2 separate regions of the Drosophila melanogaster genome follow, and region 2 is linked to region 1. Evidence: chromatin contacts called from public Hi-C data. All regions are on one chromosome and are shown on one strand. The core of a region is the stretch at or near the end of the contact, and the rest is flanking DNA. Distances in the headings are between cores, read along the strand shown.

What was found. Hi-C and Micro-C count contacts between places; a contact is called where the count stands out from the background.
Region 2: a contact with region 1 is called in a Hi-C map of the Kc167 cell line, with 1.7 times the contacts expected there.

What each region holds. Positions count from the first base shown.
Region 1 is chr3L:2,120,345-2,125,813 of dm6, forward strand. zormin (zormin,) reads right to left here. Exons shown (of 17, transcript NM_001043113.2): 15 at 4,895-5,469. Among named protein-coding and RNA genes, the nearest start is that of sls, 7.5 kb to the left of the region's middle.
Region 2 is chr3L:2,405,744-2,411,212 of dm6, forward strand. Svil (Supervillin) reads left to right here. Exons shown (of 19, transcript NM_001299990.1): 2 at 1-856. Among named protein-coding and RNA genes, the nearest start is that of CG32299, 17 kb to the left of the region's middle.

The DNA.
Region 1 (5,469 bases), core at 922-3,421:
TGATATAATATCATAATAAACCACTCAACTGGATCCCACAGAAAGATCCCATCTAATGGATCACCAAATTGTTTCCTCATCCACAAATTTCTGAACAAAACAAGGAAAAACTAAGAAAATATGAACGAATTTCTGAAGTGGCAAAGGAAAATTGGTTTGTGACTTGTTGCGCTGAGTTCATTTGCTATTTTAAGAAAATTACCCAATTAATTTAGGAAAACACAGAGCTGGGAAAAAAAACACAATGCGAATGTTTTTGTAGCTGCGGCAAAGACTCATCACAAAAAAATGTGGATGGGACACTTTGGTGGTCAAAATGTAGCACATATTCTGGCACTGGTGCCCAAAATCCAGGCAGTTTAAAAACGCATTCGTAGAAGCGTTAATGTTTGGCTTTGGGTATTGGAATCTGGCGAAATAACATTTACCTATTCGCACTGGCAAAATATTTGCCACACGATACACAGAATTTGTGTTTGCTCTACAACGAGGGAAATTTTGCGAATGTGCCAAATAAAAAAATAAAAAGGTACAACGAATGAAAAAAAAAAAATATATACTAAACAGCCGGACACGGCCCGAATATTTCAGTTTCGCATTGAAGAACGCCACACGCGAGATGTTTTTCATATTTTCGCTTCGAATTTTATTTTGACATAGTTTCATAATATATGCACATACATACATCTGACAGCGTTTTATCGGTGCGGTAAGCAATTTTCTGAATCATTAAGGTGCAATATCTGGCCATATGTTCGCATTCAAAATCCGATCTCATCGAAATTACCGCGCCATTATATTTTCGTAAAAGATGCACTAAGAACTGGCCATGATGATGCTGCAAATGACTCAATGAGTGCCTGCATTTGGCCTCTGAGTAGGATCTAATTTGTTTCTTGGACCGCTGCCTAATGACTCGAACACTCTGGCCAGGCACTAAGCACACAATTAGAATTGGCAGATTGGCAGGCGAGGAGGAGGAGGAGGAGGAGGAGGACCTTGAACCCCCCAAAACACCCAGTCAGCCAGAGACCACCCACCCACCAGCCACTGGCGACTAATCAACGGCAGAAACGGCAGAAGTGTGTCATATGCCCCAAAGTGAGTGGCAAAGTCAGGCTCTGTGTTGGTGTCCATCTAGTTTTGGCTATGATATGATAAGATAGTTGGTTTTCCCAAGAAAATTAATTTAAGAATTATGTTTCATTGAACCCAAGGATCATTGAACCCAAGGACATAGTTTCAATATTATTTGCATAATTAACAAAAAAGCATTAAATCCTATTTGCCCTGGCTACTTTCTGCCATGTTGCACTAGTTGGCAACACTGCCGGTGATTTGTGTTTGGTGTCAGTGTCAAGGACTCGCAAAGGCCTACATATACTGGGCCCATGTGTACTCAATTACCTTGACAGCCGAGAGTGTTTATGTCTGGCCTGTCCGAGTTTCAGCGATGCCCCTTTTGTTTCGTTGAATATTTCGCATTTCGCGCGTTTTACTCGCCAGTGATTTTCTTGGCAAGCGATCGCGACAAAAAAGAAAATGCCGAGAAAATTAGATAAATAAACATTTGCCGAAAGGCAAATAAATCATCTGCGAGCAGCAAAAGCGAAACGTTCGGACTGTCAGCCGCCCACTCAAAATATTTTATTCCACACATATCCAAACATTTGTTCAGATGATGCCTTTCAAATTTTTTTTTAATCACTTTCTGACCCGATTTTAAATGTAGTTTTTTGGCCTAGTTAAAACATTTATATGGCAATGAGTAATGAAAAGCAAATGACTGAAATTAATTGATGGACTAAGAGCTTAACATGATAAATGGGACTTTAAAATTCTGTAATTCATTTAGAAATCTAATTTGAAAAGTTCTTTGCTATATAAAGTGAAAATTAATCTTGAAAAGAGATCAAAGCAAAACAAAATTAATGTCAAAATCAATCTGGTGAATTAAAAGATCTAAGGGATCGATTAAAATAAAAATACACTATATAGTGTAATTAATCTTATTTGGCTTTAAGTTTTAATTTTCGAAATGGTGGCTAATGTGCTATATTTTTTAAAATTGTATCCTACTTTTTTAATATTCTAATATCCACGATATTGGCGCCATCTAACGTCTTAAGATTTCGAAAGCTTTTTCGAATATGCGTACCCAGCTTTTTCGAAAATTATGGTTCGATCCCAAATGTAGAGAGCGCCACCATTGAGCTTTTCACGATCAGCTGAGTAAGGAAAAGCAGGAAAAATCCCATGAAAAACGTTCCTTTTCGTTTAAATATTTGTTTATTTCATTTTCGACAAAAACACAAGTAATACTATATTCCTTTGTTGTATGCATGTATAATGGGTTGTTTTGGGCGACATTTTGTAAGTCCATCATCAGCCCACAAGACGAATAAGTGACGCGGGGGCGCAATAAATACATACACACAATAAGGCGAAACTTTGGCATTGAACAAATCATAAAGCAAATAATAATAATAATAATAGTTGCATTTAAACAAGTTTAGTATCTAAAGCCGCGGTTTGTGCTCGAAACGGTCAAATTTCCGCTGGTGGTGGCCGCTCCCAGAGGATTGATGGCGGTGCAGGCGTAGCTGCCGTTGTCATCTGCCGGATTCCGAGCCATTCCAGAGGATGCCAACCATTCATTCAGGAGGAAGCGAGGAATAGAGAAGGTAGAACGATTAATGAGCTGGCCCGATTTGATTGTACACAGAACGAAATTGTGTAGAACTCTAGCGTTGGGGAAATTGCACATGAAATGTATCTCAATCTATCAGTATCTCAAGGATTGCACTTTCAGCTAACTTTATAATGATAGTAGCTTCATATAACAAAAGCACAGCTGGTTCACAGTTAGCTGCAGGTCTTAGATACTCCATGTAAATAGTGCCCACAATTTGGTTCTGTGCACCTTTGGCTGACCAGCTTGTCCGCCGTACTCACCCGGATAGGCCTGCGGCAGGGTTAGCCGGCACACGCCGTTCCGGTACTCGATGCAGTGCCTGCTACCCGACTCCAAAAGACCGCCGTTGTGCGTCCAGTTGACCTGCGGCTGCGGATGAGCCTGCACAATGCACTCGAAGCGCGCCGTGCCTCCAACTCCGACCGCGATGTCTTTCAGCGGCTGTCCATTTATCCGCGGCGGAGCGAAGTGCGAGGAATTGGGAGAGAAATTGTGGGGTTTCAGTATTCCCGGTTGGACACGTCGTGGGTCGTGGTGGGTTAATGACTCTGGCTTACCGTTATGAATAATGGCTGCCTTTGTGCCAGCTCATCGCGACTCAGATGCGCATTGACGGGTTCCGTATTGGGCAGCTCCGGCACTGAAGTGTGGGAAAACCATTAGAATCTCTGGCTCAGCGTTTTCAAAGCGCATCCATTAGTGGGATTAGCACGCGGCAAGCACGAAACACAAACACTCCGACGTACGATTCACTTTAAAGTTTAAACACATAAAACGCAAACAAACGCAAATTTCATGCAAAAACAAGGCGGCAAGCTGAATTTCATCGGGTTAGCATGCTTTTTTCGAATTTTGGTGGTTAGAACAACAGGACCTGCCTATTTACACAGGCGATGACATTTTGGGTGTTAATCACAAGGGCACAAAGCCACAATTGCCTTTTTTAAAGGCTCAAAAGATATGAACTATTTTTAATTAATTAGTTTTGATTAACTAGTTTAGTTCATATCTCTGAGCCAGCGACAATCGCGATCACAACATAAACTTGTCCTAGACTAATTGACAACATCGATAGCGGTAAGCCGTTCTGATTGATGGCTTTCATCTGATGACAGCTTTCCGATTTTTGATTGCTTCAGTACCTGTGCGGATCATCTGATCCGGAGGCAACCGAGGTGCCTGGGCATGCAGGCGATCCAGATGGATGTCGAGGCTGTGGCCACTGGGCAGGCTATAGCGCTTGTGGCTGTTGATAGTTCGTGGGGCCATTGGCTTGGTAGTCGACCAGTTCCTGGTCTGACTTCTTCGCTGCACCTCGTTATCTGAACTATATCCTTGAGCGGATCTCTCGTGTTGAACAGGAATCACCAGCTCATTTCCGGGGGGAAGTTTCAATGGATATGGGGAGTGACGTCCATTTTGGATTGGCTTGGCATTGCTATTGCTGCTGCCACTGCTGTTCCACTGGCTACTGACAAACTTGTGACCCTCGCCAGGGAAAAGAATGCCAAATTCATAGCCAAAATCATACTTGAAGTATATCAAACCGGTATTGGGATCGACGCATTTGGTTCCTGATTACAGTTTACAGACAAACATACACGATAGAGTATAACTTGATGGTTGGGAGTTGTTAGGTTTCGATAAAAAAAAAAAGGGAAAATACATTTCCCAAAGTTTATGAACGCGTTATAATGAATGACGAATAAAAGGAAGGATTCCTGGGTGGTGATTAAATTAAGGACAAATTTACAAATAAAAAACTTAAAAGTAAACATAAAAAAGATATGGTACTTGTCTTAAATATATAAATGTAATGATTTTAAAAATTATAAGTATAAGATTTGAGATTAGTTCGGATTCAAAACTAACAAAAAATATACAGGTTAGTAAATGTCTTCTTGTATATAAACTGTTCCATGTAATACTCGAAACTTTATTAATTCATAACGTAAAAAATTATTATTTTATGAAATGTTTGTAATTTGAACCTTGTAAACAATAATAATAATGATCTCAACGTGATAACGGATTAGTAGTGGGTCCGGTATGTCCAACGAATGCAAATTTCTCAATCCAATTTAACCGAATTCTCAATATTCAAATTTCAAATCTCAAATACCAATTCAAATGAGGGGAGCTGCCTCCAAATCTCTACTGCGGATGTGGTCCGGAGATTGAAGTAAAGTGTGGACTCACCGTATTGAGAGACGCGCGACTCATCCCGGAAGGCCTGCGGTTGCTGGCTGCTGCCCTCGCTGGGTGCCCTTTTGAAACCCGGACGGATGCCGTTCGAAGCGGAGCTCCTGATCTCCCTGCTAACATCGTCGACGAACTGATGCGATTTCTGGAGAAAGGTGGAGCCCATGCGACGACCCTGATTCTCTGCCTGCTGTTGCAGGGAACTATAACCATATCGCGGCAGAGTTCCGGCCCTATCGATCTGATCCATGGACTGCTGCTGCTGTTGCTGTTGCTGTTGCCTCATGGTGGTGTTCCTGTTCAAGGATTGAGTACGATTTTGGGTGGTCACTGTACTGCCTCCGCGTTGCTCTTTCCTTAGGGTGTTTATATCCACGTGGATTTTGCTAGGCATCTCGGGACCACGATCGAATTCCATGGGGGACAAGACCCTTTCATAGGTGCGTGGCAGACTGCACGATCTTCCAGCTCCTTGAGGTGGTGCCACTCGCCTGAATCCTTTAGTCATACCATCGCCGTATGGAGACCACAATGGTTGGATGCGAGCTCCATCAATCTCGCTCTCGTAATCA
Region 2 (5,469 bases), core at 793-3,292, 290 kb after region 1:
AAGAAACTAGATCCCATACAATCCGACAAGATCGAGCACATTGCCAGACGATGCATGCGGCAGTTGAGCGAACTGGCCAATAATCCGGACTACGACAACCTGGCCACCTGTAATATGAGCAACAGCACCACCAACGCAACGGGTGGAGCAGCCGCTGATGCCACTCTCGTTTGTCCCGTTCCAGAGACCCAAGCCAAGAGCCAGACGCTCGAGGAGATTGACAAGATCATGCAGGAGTGCGAGCGTCAGGCGAAGAGCAGCAGCTCAACCACGACCACCGATGATCAGCGCACCACTGCCCCCAGTCTGACGAGTGGAAGTGGCAGCGGGAGCTTCCCACCCAATGTGAGCACCACCGCCAGTTCGTTCAGCTCAAGCAGCGACTGTTTGGCCAAGTCGTCGAGTCCTTCGCGCGCCAGCCGTCCGCTCTCCTCGAGCATCACCTCTTTCAATCCATATTCCTCCAGCGACTACATCAAGTCGCAGAGCAGTGATTGCCATGCACCAAGCACCGATCCGATCAAGACCTTTAGCACCACCTCGTACGAGGTGCAGTCCACACCGCAGAGCACCACCATTAGCACCAATACGATGAGCACGAGCCAGAGCAACACGATCAGTAGCACTACTAATCCGAGTGTGGAGTCCAAGCCATCCGCCCCGTCGGTATCGCCACCACCCCTCCAGTTGACGCCAGTGGGTGATCGGAGGGGCAGGAACCGGGAGCGGGGAGCTTCCTGCTCCTCCACATCCTCACCTTCACAGTACAACTCGAGCGAGGAGCTGGCCGCCATTTTTGGCATCGAGGAGCAACCGAAACAGCAGCGTCGCAGTCGGCAGACGCATAATGCCACAGGTAACGGAGATGATCCCGCCACCACTGAGGCCCCGAGTTCGCCTGATTCCGATTCCGCCAACGCCAATGATACTGCCAATGCCAATGCCAATACTACTAATCCCGCCCAGCTCGATTCAGCTAATTGCGCTACTAATCCCGTTATGAATGTTCAACTTGATGTTACTACTAGCACCTCCACCTCAGCCTCAACCACCCATCCAACCTCTAACGATAATGCTAGCACTTGTAGTAGCCATAGTTATAAGCTAGAGACGATTCCGGAGCAGGATCACGAGGAGGTGGAGTCCACGCTAAAGTTGTCGCCGAACTTCAATAGGATTTATGCCAGCAAGATTCGCATAGTAATGGATCGCAATGAAGAGGCAAGTCTCCTGCCGGAAGGAGCAGCTAATGTTGCTTTAACTCAATTCGATTCTTTGAGTTCTCTGGAAGAGACCTCGTCCAATCCGGACTCTGGGAATGTTAGTCTCACGGATTATCCCCTGGCTAACCATGCGAATTCCTCCCTGGAACTGCAGACCGCTTACAATAGTCGATTTCAAGTGAGGGAGCATTACGTATCCGAGGTTTCCATTAGTGCTTCGGAATCAACGGATGAGGAGCAGACGGACACGGAGTGCTTAAGAGATGCTGATCGTTTGAACACAGAAGACTTTCCACCTTTACCCACAGAAGAAGAGCTAGAGGAGAGTCTACGGGAAGAAATAGAACTTAACGATAGTCTTAGTGGGGGCACTTTAAATATTGCTAGAGAGAGTAGCGGAGAATTGGTATCTGTAGTTCAAGAATTGAACCTGAATGAAACTGTTAGTCTGAGTCAAGAGGTTTACAATGTAACCACTGAGGCGCTGCAACGAATAGCGACAGATGAAATAGATGGCTTAAGTTCCGCTATAATTGAGGTTAACGAAAGCTTACTTAACGAATCTGCATTTGATGAGATGCACTTTAAACTAGACGAAACGGAACTGGACGAATCGGAAATCATAGACAGAATGCTTGAGGCTTCATTTGACGAGTTAGACGAATTAGAACTTGAGAACACAGAACTTGACGAAAGTCGACTTGACGACGAACAAAAGAGCGAATGCCAATTTAACGAAACCTATAACGAGTTGGACAGCATAGATCTTGATGCCACAGAACTTAACGCCACTGGACTTAACGAAATTTCATATGACCAGCTGGAGGAACTAGAACTTGACGATAGCGACTCCGTAATGCCGTTCACACGGCGCAAGAGCATCGTTTACGAAACGCCACAACTTAACCTGAGCATTTCCGAACTAAAAGTGAATTACGAAACGCAAGTGGAGCCAGTAATTAAATCAGAGTCACTCAACGAAGCCATTAAATCGATGAACAACGACGATGAAGGCGACGAGGAGATGCAGGCAGGCAGTGAAGAGAAGGTAGATGAAGAGGAAAACAGTGTAACTGAGACCCAGACACATCGTCGTCGGTGCAAAGGACTTCCGGCGAATCCCGCTAATGATGATGAACGGCCGTCCACCAGCTGCAAGGCTCTTTCCGTTTTTGGCGAGGTGCGAACTGTGGCACCACAGGCGGCGGCGGCAGAGGCAGCTGCAGCAGTTGGTGGTGCAACGCGGGGCGGTTGGACTACACTCGAGCACGTATTTGTCGCCTGCACTGTGGGCCTGATTACACCGAACGATTTGCTCACTTTGTGCCTGATCGTAATTGGTGTGATTATCATTATTGCAATTGCTCTCACCTGAGTGCGCCGTTTATGGCCCGACTGTTGTTGCTGTTATATTGTTTGTTGTAATTATGGTTGAAACTGGAAAGAGAGAAAATTATGATTTTTTATAAATTAGCCACAAAGTGCACTTAAAATTTCCACTTACAGTAATTAGTCTAGGTTATATACAATTGTGTACATTTATGTTTAAACTAGCTTTTATTTCGCAGAACCAAAAGTATTCTCAACTTTTATGCTAAGTGCAATTTACATATACTATACGAATCGAAAGTTATGCATATTATATTTTTTTTAAAACCCACTGTGCAATTGCAAACGAAAATTATACCATTCATCAATGCTATCTAACCGTGGTAAAAACAAATTAGTTCTTTAACACAGTTTCCTCGTTTTCCTTCTTAATTAATTGTTAATTTGACTGCAACTTGTGCCAATGATTTTTATACGTTTACTTAATAATGCTCTATTAATTATTCAATTAAATACTTAATCCACCATATGTACTCTCCAAAATAATGTTAAGCACATGAACGAGAAATTCGAAAATAATTTACCAATGAACTAAGACAAATGAAATTTACCATCTACTAATGATAACATATTTTCTAAAATCTCTTTGTATATTTTCAGCTCAAAATTTAATAGTTTAAGTTTGACAGCGAACCATTTCTTACGTAGCATTCATTATTTCGCTATAATTTAAATGTTTATATAATTTACCAGACAAATGGAAGCAGGAGCCATGAAGCAAATGCAAAATATTAATAAAATGTTATTTAAAAAAACAATCTACGATTCTGACAACTTTTTGTTTTAGTTTCCATTACTGCGTTGCTAATGCTTTTGATTTATTTATATTTGTGTGTAGTTTGAGTTTCCTATTCCTGCCCCATTTAATTTTTCATGATTGACTAACACATTTCGTAATAAAAAATCAAAATTCGCCAATCGTAAGGAATATGTTATTTAAATGTTGTTGCCGCCGCTAAAATGGATTATCGCTAATATATTATTGCAAATTTGCTCAAATATTTTTACAGAATTTTCAGATGTTACTTTAAGTTCAATCAAAATCATTTACTTTCAGAGAAGCGTTAATTATTTGAAAGAAAAGCTGTTTCTGTTGGCTTGTGTCTTTGCTAGTTGTTTGTGCTTTTTCAGAGATAGGTGGCGCTTTACAAAATGTAGAATCCCGTGTTAAATTTTTGTAGAAGAGTACGTCAAATAAGTGTGGGATACTAAATACTTTTGAGCTAAATAAATAAATTGCACCAGGGATTAATGTGGAGTATAAAGTTACAATATTAAAGTTAAATTAGTGGGCAATCACAGAAAGAATTTTTTATTATTTTAGGAATTTTCAAAAGCACAGCCCTAATTCTTTCTGAAAACTTTTCATGAACGAAATACCTAATTTTAAATAGAAATGCAAACCAGACAGAGTGAATAAAAAACTTTTTAGTGGGCAAAGTAGAAACCAAAAAACTTGCCTAGCTCAAACTTAGTTGCAAGTGTAAAAACAAATAAAAAAGTTAGGCATGTTGGGAAAAAATTTGGACGTATAGATAAATGTGTATGAAATTCTGTTTACAATTTGTCTGTCTCGTGGGTTCAGAGCCTAAGCCCCATTCAAAATAGAAAAGTTAGAGCTTAAAGCCGAAAGTCTTCTCACGGCAATAGGAGCAACAAAAAGGGAAAGTCGTGGCCGCATAATGAAACCAATTCAAGGAGCTGCTCAAACTTTTCTTGTGGCCCTCCATCGGTTCGTGATGTTGTGGCGTAAAAAGGACATTAAACTGCATGACCTGAGTTTGCTTTGGCATCTTATTGTTGTGTTCTATGGCTTTTGTATTTGGGTCCTTTTTTTTCATAATTATGTTTGGCCTTTTTTGCCTAATGAGGTGTATGATTTCGTCGGGTAATTTAAGCTAGGTCGGGAGTCGCAGGGTATAGAGGCCCATGGGATGTACATATTTCTTTTTAAAACTCTGCTATCGATCCGTTTGTCGTTGTGGGATTCGAGCCATGATTTATGTCGTCAATCTCTGTGGATTCTTGGGTAATTGAAAATTGAAAATTGGCCAACGGAAGTGTTCGCCTCGACTTAAAGCAGTCACAACAATAAGGTTTTCAGCTAAGAAAAATTCTCCACAAAGAGTTCATTTACCTTAGAAGCCGAGCATTGCTCTCGTTATACAAACACACAGAAAATCACTGGCACACCAGGCTAAATAGCAATAAAAATGTCACCCGGCTCTAATTTGTTTTTTGTCTACGCCGGGACTCGGTTGGCAGGCAGCTCAGCTCCAAGGACCTCAAAATGTGGTTAAGTAAAGGAGGGCTGTGCCATAAATAAACCAACCACATGGGCGTGCGAGTGTGTATGTCCTGGAGTTCCTTTTCTGCATGTTTGCCTCCTTCTATCGTTGAAATAATCATAACTCACTTAACCCCATTAAATGTGCCTGGTAAGCCCAGCGGGCGTATGAGCGATATTCGCTTGAATGAAACCCCCCGCGCCAGGGGGCGTGTCCAAGTGGGCGTCGAAGCGGAGGCGGCAAACGCTTCATTGACAACCTTTGTGCACGATAATTACTATCAGGCAAGACAGGCGTTCCCCTTTTTAGCGTTACTCATACGCCGCGTGGTACACCGCAACATTCGTAATCATGTGTGTAAAAGTACAGAGAAACAAATTGATTATCAAAACGCTCAAAATACTTAAATGAATGCAAAACAACGATAAAATCTAAAATCTTCGAATCAGTTTCATCCTTTTCTATATATTTATTATGTAGATAAATACCACTGGAATTACCAATTTTGATGACAATTTTTCCCGCAGTGCTTGAATATTTTGTGGTCTCGATTGCCAGTCGACTCGAGG